Linked DNA regions of Rattus norvegicus: all the other regions are linked to region 2. Evidence: chromatin contacts called from public Hi-C and HiChIP or PLAC-seq data. All regions are on one chromosome and are shown on one strand. Each heading gives the region's core, a stretch centred on a gene start, on an enhancer-like site or on the middle of the called end of the contact. The rest is flanking DNA. Distances are from core to core; before and after follow the strand shown. Region 1 overlaps LOC102546462 (a long non-coding RNA gene). Region 2 overlaps Tsc22d1 (TSC22 domain family, member 1). Region 3 overlaps LOC102546462 (a long non-coding RNA gene).

Region 1 (3,585 bases), core at 639-3,138, 310 kb before region 2:
TTTTTTTTGAGAACCACTGCAAGGCACTTAACTAGAACACTTGCTCCACCCCACACCATCAAAGAGGGATCTTCACAAAGAATGTAAAGTAACACCCAAGCCAGAGCTGTTTCACTCGGCAAACACAGCATAGTTGTGATAGCGGGCGTGACTCATCGTGTACAGCATCCGCAGAAAGAATGTTTTTCCAAAATGGGTTAGGGGACCGCATAGGTGAGGGCATGGCATTGAGTTTTATGTTAAGGAAGGAGGGGACAGAAATAGGACTGGGAGCCCTGTACCTGTCACCTTTGCTGAACTCAACTCTAGTCTTTCTAGCCACAGGTAGTGTAAGCTAAAGAGAGATTTCTGACTGAAGGGCTTTGGGAGGGATGTGCTGGGATGTTTGAGATGGAGGAGAGGACCTTTGGTGGTTTAGATGACATTACATTAAAAGGTCATTGGTCCCCAGCGTGGCCACAATTAGGGGTACAGCTGTGGGGAAAGAGAATGGCTAATGAAGGTTCTGACTTCATCAGCCACAGGATTCATGGCGTGATGGAAACATGAGCAGGTAGAGAGCTAATATCCTGAGACTCCGCTTCCACCCCACAGATCCACCAGAATGAAGGGAGAACTCCTGACAAGACCCTGGACCTTTTGATGACTCCTGCTGTCCAACGGAGCGGAGCTCTAGTGGGACGAAGTAGGCACTTTCCATGTCCTAGGCAGAGATGGCTTCCCTTTGTGATCTCAGTGAGTGTCTAGTGAACCAACTTACAGCCCTACCAACCAGTCCTCATGGTAGGAAGACAGTGTTCCTTGAACCCTTGGCAAAGCCTATCTCAAAAGCTTCACAAAACTTGACTGAGTGGCGATGGAATTAAGGAGAGAAGAAATGTTGCTTGTTAGGTGACTAGAAGCTGGATTTTCTCAGTTCCAGGAACATGTGGAAAGATGGGGGAGAGCCCCCAAATTAGGAAGCTTGCACAGTTGGGCCACGCTGATTATTTATTTATTTACCTATTCATCTATTCCCTGGATTTCTATACTTCACAGAAACTCTGAAAGGAGAGAGACTGTCACCACGGTTCCCCAACTGGTGTCACCATAGAGAACTGGTTTTGTGGGCAAGTGGCTGAAGTGCAGAGGGAAGAAGATTGAACACTTCCAAGTGGTGGGTTTATGTTGGCTCGCCCTGTGGATCCTGAGGCCAGCGCTGAGGTTCCTCACAGACATTTCTGAGAAGGGTGATGGAGGGTCTGGTCTAGGTGGGTGACAAGTTTGGACATTAGGGTCTTTTCAGTGAAATGCCCGTCTTCAAGGAGGGCCAGAAGACCTACAGCTTTTGCTCAAGTCTCTTCTGGAGTAAGCCTATGGAATTCTTCTGCTTACAGTACCTCACCTAATCATTACTGGCAAAGATTTCAGGGCCAACACACCACACACACACACACACACACACACACACACACACACACAGAGAGAGAGAGAGAGAGAGAGAGAGAGAGAGAGAGAGAGAGAGGTCTGCAATCAGCAGCCCGAGATGCTACATGGTGGTGTAGGGTGGAAACGCAGCCGCTGCTCCACTTCCTGTTTGTTTGCCCTGTCACGATAGTTAACACTACATGGAATGCTTACCCAGGGGGAAAGGACACCTTTATGTGGCACTTTGTGCTCTGTTGGCCTCATCTGACTCCTCTTATTTTTTGGTTCTGACACCACTTGCCTCCCACCCTGCAGCTGCCTCCTTCTGGCTCATGCCTTCTTGGGAAAACTTGGCAGGCCTCGAGAATTGGATGTTTCTGCTGGGGCGAAAATATCCGAGTTAGGAACTCAGTTCACGCAGATTGAGCCCTTTGTCCTGAATGTCCAGAAGGAAGTCCAAGTCTCTGAAGAGGTACTGGAGTTCAGCCAGGGTGACCTTTTGTCAGGGAACACCCCTTTATGGACACAAGGGACAGACAGACTGCCCGCTGCTCCTTGGCTGAAGCTGTCTAATTGCTATAAAAAAAAAAAAAAAACTCCTATACTATCTCCACTTCTCCACTTCTGCAGCTCCTATGAGGCATTTGGTAAATCTCAAATTACCTCCAGGACAGCTACCCACAAGTTCCCGGTGGCCTCAGGTCCCTTCCTGGGTCCCTGTCTGACACACATCTTTCTCCTTCAGTATGCTTACCCTTTAGGCCATTTCCCTCCAATAGCTTGTGAGCTTCTAGGTACTGCAAACTTTCAAGGTTATTTAATGTGATGGATATTAGTGTTTTGCATGCATGTGTGTACACAGTGTTCATGCCTGGTGCCCACTGAGGTCAGACGAGGATGCTAGAGCCCCAGAAACTGGAGTTACAGATGGCTATGAAGTATCACGTGGGTTTTGGGAGTCAAACCCAGGTCTTCTCCGAGAACAGCCAGTGCTTTTTAGCACCGAGCCCCCTCTCCAGCCCCCACAATGCTATAAACATTTAATAAGGGTTGCGTATATAAATGAATGAATATGGCCAATCTAGGTCTTATTGAGGAGTTTAAAATAGTAGAGTTACCATCTGGAGCACTGAGAGGATCAGGCACCTCCCATTCCAGTTTCTAGAACATTCCCGCACTCCCTCAGGCCTCAAAGATGAATCTCTTCAAAGCTAACTGCAGCAATGATACCAGAAACACCTTGGGAAATACATCTTACTCTTTGAAGGGGGAAACTTTAGAGGCAGTCGCCTCCTGGATCTGTGCCCATGCATCGGTCTACGAGCTGGTGGCTCACAGCAGGGAGGAAGGAATCCCATTCAGTAGCACTTATTTCGGACAGTTGTATCTAAGGATGTACGAGGTTGGTGAACTAGGACTCAGGACCTTCAAATTCCATGATGTACTTACTTGTGTGACTGTGGGTTCTTTCAGAAATATAGTTTAGAGATGGCCTGGGAAACCTGCGATAGGTTTGAGCAGACACAGCACAGGATGAGAAATACTGAAGATAGAAACCCATCTCCCTGCAGCAGTAGTGCAGAGGGTAACAAGTGTGCATGGAGCTGCCTTCCCCCATGCCCTCAGAGCTTCTAGTCAAATGTCTGACCAGGGGTTAGGCCGAGTCAGGAGCTACTGTAACCATCAACATGGTTACAGTACCTTTTGGGAACTCTCATGTGCTGGTCACCTCCACACTACAACACTGTTTGGGGTGGTGATGAAACTTCCTGCTCACAGCCCCCAGGTCCCCGTGGAATGCTACCCTGGGTTCCCGTTCCGTGAGATCTTCCCGTTTAGCCTTCACTGGAGAACACACTATGTAGCATGTGAAGCAGCTTGGAGCTGGGACTGGTGGCTGAGCAGGCTGAAGGCTGAGGTTCTTTCTTCTGCTCGAATGTGGGTTCTTTGTTCTCTACAGCCCCATTTTTCCTCACTCGATCAAAAGGACCTTGTAGTCTGTCGCAGGGAACGAAAGCTACAGTTATCCGCCTAAGCTGCACACCCAAGTTATCCAAGGAGTCTTAAAAGACTCATTCCCGGGCCCCACCCAGGAATCAATTAACTCAGAGTCTTGGTGAGTCTAGACACCAGCATTTTAAAGCTCCCCAGGTAACTAGGCTTACTCTAAAATCTGCA
Region 2 (3,632 bases), core at 94-2,593:
GAAAGGCTTTTCTAACTTGAGCTGAAGTTCAGGCAAGTTATGATTTCCTGAATGGGTTGGTGGGTCTGCGGAGGTCCTGTCCGGTCCAAAGATGGAGTAACCAGTTTCCACAGCACTCGGGCACCATCAGCTATACTTTCTCCCACACACTGAGCAGGAACCTCACCACACAATCTGCTCCCCGTTTCTGTTGGGGAGCAGTTGGTGCTCCATTTTCAGGCTATTTTCTCTGGGAGGAAATTTCATTTTCTGCAGGTTTCTGATCTTACTGTGGTTATTACCATCCGAATGGATCTGAGATGGACGTCTGAAGGCCATCACTGTGCAAGGCTTCGTCTTGTATTTCACACAGCCTGAGGGACAGCAGTGCCTTTATGGAAATCATTTTCATTTCTAATTATGGTTATAATTAACTTTTATACGTTTCTCCAGCAAATATAAACCTGACTTCTGGCATGCTGCATTCATCACTCTGTATGCAGACACCAAAAGCACAGCTCCTGAGATCTGAACAATCGTTAATTCCAAACAGAAAGCAGGCATCACTAGAATCACGTTGATCCCTCCATCATCTCACAGGCCCTGGGCTGAGGGTCTGTCCTGCTGGTGATTCATGAGCACCCGGCGCTCACACTAGATCTCCTTCCGCTTTAGAAGTCATTCCTGCTCTGTGGCTCGTGAAGTGTGACACCATCAACTCCACTGTGACCCACGGGCCAAGGAGGCCTAGTTAGGTTTGGAAGCCAGCAGTTAAGAGGTGCTTAGAAAATCAACTTAAGATATGTTCAAATAGCAGCCAGTAAACTGTTCTGAATTATGAAGGTGAGGAAAAAGGCCACAAAAACGTATCTTCTGATTTTAATAATTCATTACTATTTCATGTATCAAGACACCACGATTTTGAGGGACTTTCCTATTAGTAGAAATGTCTATTTGATTCATCAAGGGTGGAGACTTCAAATTCTCCACAATTACATGAAAAATGTAAGAGACGAAGTGGCCGCTGCTAGTTTTCTTTTTAAGAGACGCGTAATTACCATCTAGGCATCATCGGGTCAGTTATGTGGCTCTGAGGATGACAGACATTGTCAAGAGCTTGCTGCTCTCCAGTTATGTTTGTGACAACTGTCATCGGCTTACGGTACACGGCTTTACCCTCCCCCTAATAAACCTCACCCGCTGGTGGCCACTCTTCCCAGTGAGCCCTGATTCGTGCCCTGTTCCCCAACCCACCTCCCCCCAGCTCTATACTAAGAATTGAGGGATCCAGGACTTGGGGAAGTCTCAGAGGATGCGCAGGAAGGACCCAGCTCCCATTGGGCCCAAGGGCTGTTGCTGAGGACCTGGGGCAGACTACAAAGCTAAGCCCATCCTGTTCTCTCTCCTCTTAGTCCTTCAGGCTCCACCGCGTTTACACATCATCCAGAAGGGACTGAAGTGCCAGGTCCTACCTAGCTCAAGACCAATATATTCCTTCAACCCTCAGAAGAGTTTCTAAAAACACAGCTACTTTATGGGTCAATCATTCCACTGTAGAACAGATGATCTGTCCCATAACAACAGAGCTGTCAATGTGGAAATGAACCTGTCACTTCTTCCTTAGATCCTAACTGGGAATACACGTGAATCAGGCTCATTCTCTCTCAGTTCAGTTACTACACATGAATAAACTCTACATAAACCTTTCCAATTTTAAACAGGGGAAGTTGAAGATACTATCTCTTATCAGTCCAGAGGGGTGAGGTGACTTAGTCACAAGAGAACGAGCGCCTCCCCCTCCCCCAAGCAAAGCAATGTCCACTCTCCCTTCTTGAGGCAAACCACTGGTGTTCACTCCGAGACTTTACTAGGCAAACTGCTGTTGATTTTATGAGGAGCAGCTGTGGAAATGACAATTGTATTAATGGTGCCACGTGGAAACACGTATGTATCAACATTTGATATGCTTTATTGAAAGGTGACAAGTAGAACAGGTAAATACAGTGGGTTCTGTGTGGGGAACATGCGCAGGACTATACAGGTGAGCTGCAGAAACCCCTACTGGGAAATCCACTTCCTCAGCAACTGACTGACGTTTCTCCATCTATTCATTCACTAGCTCAACTGACATCAGTCAACAGGGGGTTTACTTTGCAAGACTCAGCAGCTAGATTCCGGGTGACACAAAGTGACTAACTGTGCCAAATTCTTAAAATTTCTTCAGGTGTGGTTTTTGTCACGAAGCAGTTTTTAAGTAGATCTCTCTAGGAAGGACAATCCACACCTTTTCAGACAGCCAATGGAACATCTAAACTTCAATCTGTACAACCTAACAGTAGTTACGGTCCTCTATTGTACAAATTCGTTACACTACATACACAAATATACAACAAGCAAAACAACCTTCATAATAAGATAGCCTAGGTCCCAGCTACCTGTCACCGTTGTGTCACTAACAGTTTTGTGTCTTCTGATGTTTCAGAAAAGAGGGACAGTACTGTCCTGTTTTATAAGCTTTGGTGACAGTTGTCGGTTTTGTAAAAGGACTGCATCCCCCCCTTTGCAGTCTCGTTTCTGGCCTCTCAAATTCTTTGAAGGGAAGGAGAGGAGAACACAAAATCCAGGAGCAGCCCACCTTCTGAGCCCCATGCAGGCGAGCCCCAGAGCTTGGGAGTAGAGTGGGCGGCTGGGGAGGGTTGAAAAGGCACAGAGCTCCTCCTCAGCGTCAATCAAACCATTCCTCAGACATCTGCCACGTTGCACAGGGTACATCCATGCTCACTCTCTGTTTAACCTTTAATTCACTCAACTAGTATATTTCTTCAAGCCAAAAGCATATGAGTGCTTAATACTGGGGAGAAAGCGAGAACAGCATGTGTGAGTCTCACGTCTCTTTCGCAGACAGCAATGAAATGGGTGACTGGAGGCGGCTTCTCACTAGCACATCTCTTCGGTCTGTTCAGTTCAGACAGCAGCAGCCAGTTCTGTTGGGGCATAGCAGGCTATGCGGTTGATCCTGAGCCCTGGGACGCTGGCTGTGCAGGGGGCTGTGTGGTCCCCTGTGGCTGCGTGGTAGCCGGAGGGGAGCCAGTCTGCAGCTGGGCCTGAAACTGGGCGAGCTGCTCCGGACTGGCCAGTGTCTTCAACAGATTGTTCTCCTGCTCCAGTTGGGAGTTTTTCTCTATTAGTTCTTTGATCTGCTCCTTCAGAACCTCCACTTCCTCTCTAACTGCATACATCAAATGGCTTTTCACCAGATCCTGAAAACAAGAGGGAAAGAAACGTTTAGGCTTACTAGGTCCTGGACTCACTCTGGCTTTTCTGAAGGCCTTTCTCAGCTCTCCCTAGCCAATTAATTACGCATTCTACCTCCAAAGAGCACACTTGTGGAAATCTGCCCATTATCACAACCTCGGAATACTCAAGTTTAATGTATACGTGATCAAGCTCTCCAAAAGTCTCTAGACTTTCTTTGCAGGCATTAACCAATGATGTCTACAGTCCAGCTTCCAATTCAAGATGGCAAACCACACAGGGGCTCCGTTCAGGCCCAGTGTTCTCATCAAGGCCCGAGGCCCAGTGGCCGCTTCCCCGCCCCCAGGCCCTCCCGGCGCAGGAGCGTCTCCTCCCCCCCTCCCTCCCTCCCTCGGCAC
Region 3 (3,813 bases), core at 369-2,868, 270 kb before region 2:
TGGGCACATCGGCATAGGAATGTTGATAATGTTTTTGATTTGTAAATGTTTTGCCATGTAATGTTGGATGTTTCTTAGAAGTACCTGGAAAAGGTAAAGATGTGAGACAACAGGAGCTGTTCCATAAATGAAAGGACCAGAGGCAGTATATGGTAGTTCAAAGGTATCTCGGACTCCAGGGTGCTCACACTAGCTTTTTCCATCCGAGGTAGATTACTAATCGAGGAAGAAAAGGGTTGTTTTTAATTGCCCTTTAGATAGGAAGGGCTTCTTATAGTCTAGAATATTGCTGATAATTCTAGAAATAATTCGCCCTCATCCAGTTCACATATTAATGTTAACCACACTAACTGAAGATTTTAGAAGGTGGCAGTGGCCAGAGATAGCGCTGAACCAGCGATCAGAAAGGCCAGAGTCCCCTATCCGCTGTGTCTTGAAGGTCAAGTTTAATGTGGTCATTGTCCCGTGGTGGTAGGAAATTCTCCAAGTGCTTTAAGAAGAATGTGGTGATAAGCCTTTGCAGCAATCCCCCAGACTGGGCTCAGAGCAGCTCAGGAATAAAGTCTCAAAAAACAACAACAACGACCAGGGAAAACAAGGTGCCAGAATTCTCATTGGCCCTGAAAATCGCGGTCATTCTTCCGAGTCCCCCACCTTCTGATTTCTCCCGGGAAACTTGTCTGTGCCTGTTCAATGCAGGCAAACCTTTCCTCTCCTTCCCTAGCTCAGGGCCTGGTATCTTTATCACAGTCTGCCCCACTGCCTGTTGGCTAATGTGTCTGCCACTCAGCCAACTACCGCACTACCCCACCAATCCCCACCAACCGCGAGCTTCTTCAGGAACTGCCCACCCTAGCTATTGGACCATCGGCCCCACTCAGTCATTACCCCTCTCTCAGGGGAGTCTATCCACAACTGCAGATTCCCCAGAGTCTTTCGTCTTCTGGTGTGGAACTCTGCAAAACTAGAGATTCTCAGAGTTATAGATACTTAAGGGAGTCAAAGGACATATTCAAGGGTTCTGTGAGTTCTTACATAGAAGAAAGATCATGGAGTCCATAGCAACGGCAAAAATAAAGAAAGGCAAAAATACCCCTCTACGGTGACCTATAAACAATAGTGTTAATAATTTGATAGAAATTATTCTAAATGAGTCATTCAATCTTCACAAAACCTGTGTGGCACATCCCAGCATGTTACCCCCGTTTCTCAGGCACAGAAAAGTTGAGTAATCTACCTAAGATTTAAACAGATAAAAATGTGTGAGAGGAGTTGTCACACCAGGCAACCTTACTAATACAGAGAGGCACACGTCAATATATGCTTTCTACATAGCAAACAGTGTGCGAGAAAGATCTTTGGTAATGGGGTTTGTACCGTCACCTACAAGATGCCTATGCCTTTTTTTAAGTTCCAAAGGAGGCTGGTGATGAAAACAGAAGCAGGAAGTGAGACCCGAAATTGTTGACACACCACATACCCAGACAGATTATTGGAAGCACGGGTTATGGGTGTTATGCATGGAATTCTGTTTGAGCTGAGTGCTTTAGACTGTTACTCCCTTCAGAGACTCCACAAAGCTGTCCTCTTTGGAAGAGTGATTGGATGATGGGCCTGGAACGGAATGTGGTGGTCATCTTATCTCACCACACAGTCAGCTCCCAGGAGGCAGCGTGGCTCAGCTCCTCATGACTGTAAAGACATTCTGAGAAAGTGATAATATCCAATTACCTCACAACCACAAGGGTGCGGGAATGCCGACCTTGTGTCCCTCAGTCAACAGGTGTCACAAAACAAGAGGAAGGGAGAGGAGGCTGCTGATTTACTGGAAGAGACCAGGGATTTAACTGAAGCTTAAAGGTCAGGGGTTTCTTTCCCACAAAGGAGGAGAGGGATAATAGATACTGGGGGGAGCTGTAAGGGACTCTCCCTGGGTGCCACGTAAGGTAGCATGCCTCGATATCCCTAGTGGCCCTGATACATAACTTCTATGTGTAATAACGAGTTCTCACAGTGGCCTGAGGGGGGAAAGATAGTTCCCCATCTCTCCCTCTGCCTTCTACTTTTTTCCTGCCTTTCCATGTAGCCTTGAGAACTATGGAACGTGCACAGGGAGCTGAGTGGGGGCTGAGTTGACTAATCACGGTGTTTAAATGGCAGTAAAAGCAGGTCTGTGTGAGCAGTCCTGGGATCTCATCCCTTACTCCCCTCCTTAGAACCCACTACATCTTTCTGTGCCCCTGGAGCTGGTAGGCAGCAAAGACAAACCTTAGCCAAACGAGACTGGAACTGGAGGACAGACCCAAGTGCTCAGTCAACAGCTAGGATGAGTGCCCAGAGGAAAGACAGGTTCCGGTACAGAGAGATATCTGCAGCCGGCCTGTAGGAACCATTTATTGCATGAAAGAGCATGCTGAGACAGAAACAGCAGGAAGCCACTGAATAAAAAACCATCTCTCACATGTCCTCAACTGGGCTAGAGGTAGAGACTGGAAGAAACCATGCCTCTCTACATCACAGGGTAAGACTGAAAAAGATGGTGCTGCGGGCGGCTATGGGAAGGGCCTTAGGAGGACGGTACAGAGGCACAGAGAAGGCACAGAGAGGGCTGTTGGGAGGATGACAAAGGACACATACAGTCTTAGTTGGTGAAAGGTTTGATGTTGGAAAGACAAATAACAATTTACCAAAGGGTGGGTGACTGCAGGAAGAAAAGCCAGACAGAATTAGAAAGAGGTGACCTAACAAGTCAAGGTGTTTTAGTGCGATTGTATGTGTGTTAAGGCTGCAGAAAGCTTTGACAAAAGCCATCGGTCAAAGGTTTCTGAGGGTCTCAAAGTCAGAGACCATGCAATGCTTCGTGGTTCTTCAGCCAATACACACGGAAGACAGCAAGGAGAACAAAGTAGAGAGATGTATGGCTGGAGCCTTTCTAACTGTGTGGCTGAGTGTGTCTTAGGAACTTTATATATTTGTCCAGTGATACCTGCGTGAAGAAGTTTGTCCCGGGAACCCTCACGATCAGTGGCTCAGAATGCTCCGAGAATAGGGTAGTGGAAGCTAGCCAAGTTGTGATTCAGATCAGTAGTCCATAGTGAGAGACGAGATGCATGCACAGAACACGGTCAGTGCCAGAGAGGAGGCAACACAAGAGAGACGCCTGGAGATGCGGTTGCTGGGCTTTGAGAGCGATGGAGGCAGAGCCCTGGAGAATATATGGGATGGAGAAATCTGGACTGACCCCAGGGATTCAAATTCAAGGAAGGGGGTGGTGTCACAGAACATACACCTGTCTTTAGTGCTCAGTACGCACTGCACAATCGCCAACAGAACGCACCGATACCTAAGAGCCACCTTGAGTCACCAAGCCACTAATGCTTTAGGATGTCCCAGTCTGATACCTGAGAAGCTACCTCTACCACAGAAAAATAAATCAAGTGCTCCTCAGTCCCTATCCTCCCTCAAACACCTTCTCCTTTCTGACCCCCTCCCCCATTGCGTAGCCAGAGTAATAACAGCCCTCCTATCTTAAGTCATTATGATCCATAGCCAAGTAGCTCCATAACCACAAGAGGGCAATGAACATGCTCAGAGAGGCACAGGGTGGTAATTACTTTCCCATTAGCACGAACTACACTAATAGCATCAGAGGACAATTAGCATCCCTAAACTCACGCTTCGATATAACCTCTGCATGTCTTGCAGGAGTAGATGGATGCACGGCCCCACAGGAATAAGCAACAACTATGCGGGGAGCCCAATCCATCCTGGTCATGTTTTTGAGCCATGCATTTGTGTGAGGCAGCTAGGGGG

The links. Hi-C and Micro-C count contacts between places; a contact is called where the count stands out from the background. HiChIP or PLAC-seq counts read pairs in DNA pulled down with a chosen protein or histone mark.
Region 1: a contact with region 2 is called in an H3K27ac HiChIP or PLAC-seq map of oligodendrocytes, with 11 times the contacts expected there. The contact joins two enhancer-like sites. A contact is called at or near these places in 4 of 12 Hi-C or Micro-C datasets (frontal cortex, kidney, liver and 1 more) and 1 of 1 datasets of contacts at active chromatin or transcription factors (oligodendrocytes).
Region 3: a Hi-C map of the A7r5 cell line shows a contact between it and region 2, with 4 times the contacts expected there. The contact joins two enhancer-like sites. A contact is called at or near these places in 4 of 12 Hi-C or Micro-C datasets (the A7r5 cell line, Schwann cells, frontal cortex and 1 more) and 1 of 1 datasets of contacts at active chromatin or transcription factors (oligodendrocytes).

Annotation. Positions count from the first base shown.
Region 1 is chr15:58,570,589-58,574,173 of GRCr8, reverse strand. The region is part of intron 2 of LOC102546462 (a long non-coding RNA gene); the gene reads right to left. Among named protein-coding and RNA genes, the nearest start is that of Lacc1, 240 kb to the left of the region's middle. Within about 2 kb of position 1,888, at least 27 of the 93 cell types and tissues checked have an H3K27ac peak or open chromatin away from gene starts, as enhancers often do.
Region 2 is chr15:58,258,537-58,262,168 of GRCr8, reverse strand. Tsc22d1 (TSC22 domain family, member 1) reads right to left here. Exons shown (of 3, transcript NM_001109912.1): 3 at 1,925-3,239. The coding sequence ends at 2,982. Among named protein-coding and RNA genes, the nearest start is that of Serp2, 53 kb to the left of the region's middle. Within about 2 kb of position 1,343, at least 8 of the 93 cell types and tissues checked have an H3K27ac peak or open chromatin away from gene starts, as enhancers often do. A contact at or near this core is called in the A7r5 cell line, where this site is marked.
Region 3 is chr15:58,528,261-58,532,073 of GRCr8, reverse strand. All of the region lies in intron 1 of LOC102546462 (a long non-coding RNA gene), which reads right to left. It overlaps LOC134482157 (a long non-coding RNA gene), which reads right to left. Exons shown (of 2, transcript XR_010058216.1): 2 at 1-3,813. Among named protein-coding and RNA genes, the nearest start is that of Serp2, 220 kb to the right of the region's middle. Within about 2 kb of position 1,618, at least 15 of the 93 cell types and tissues checked have an H3K27ac peak or open chromatin away from gene starts, as enhancers often do. A contact at or near this core is called in the A7r5 cell line, where this site is marked.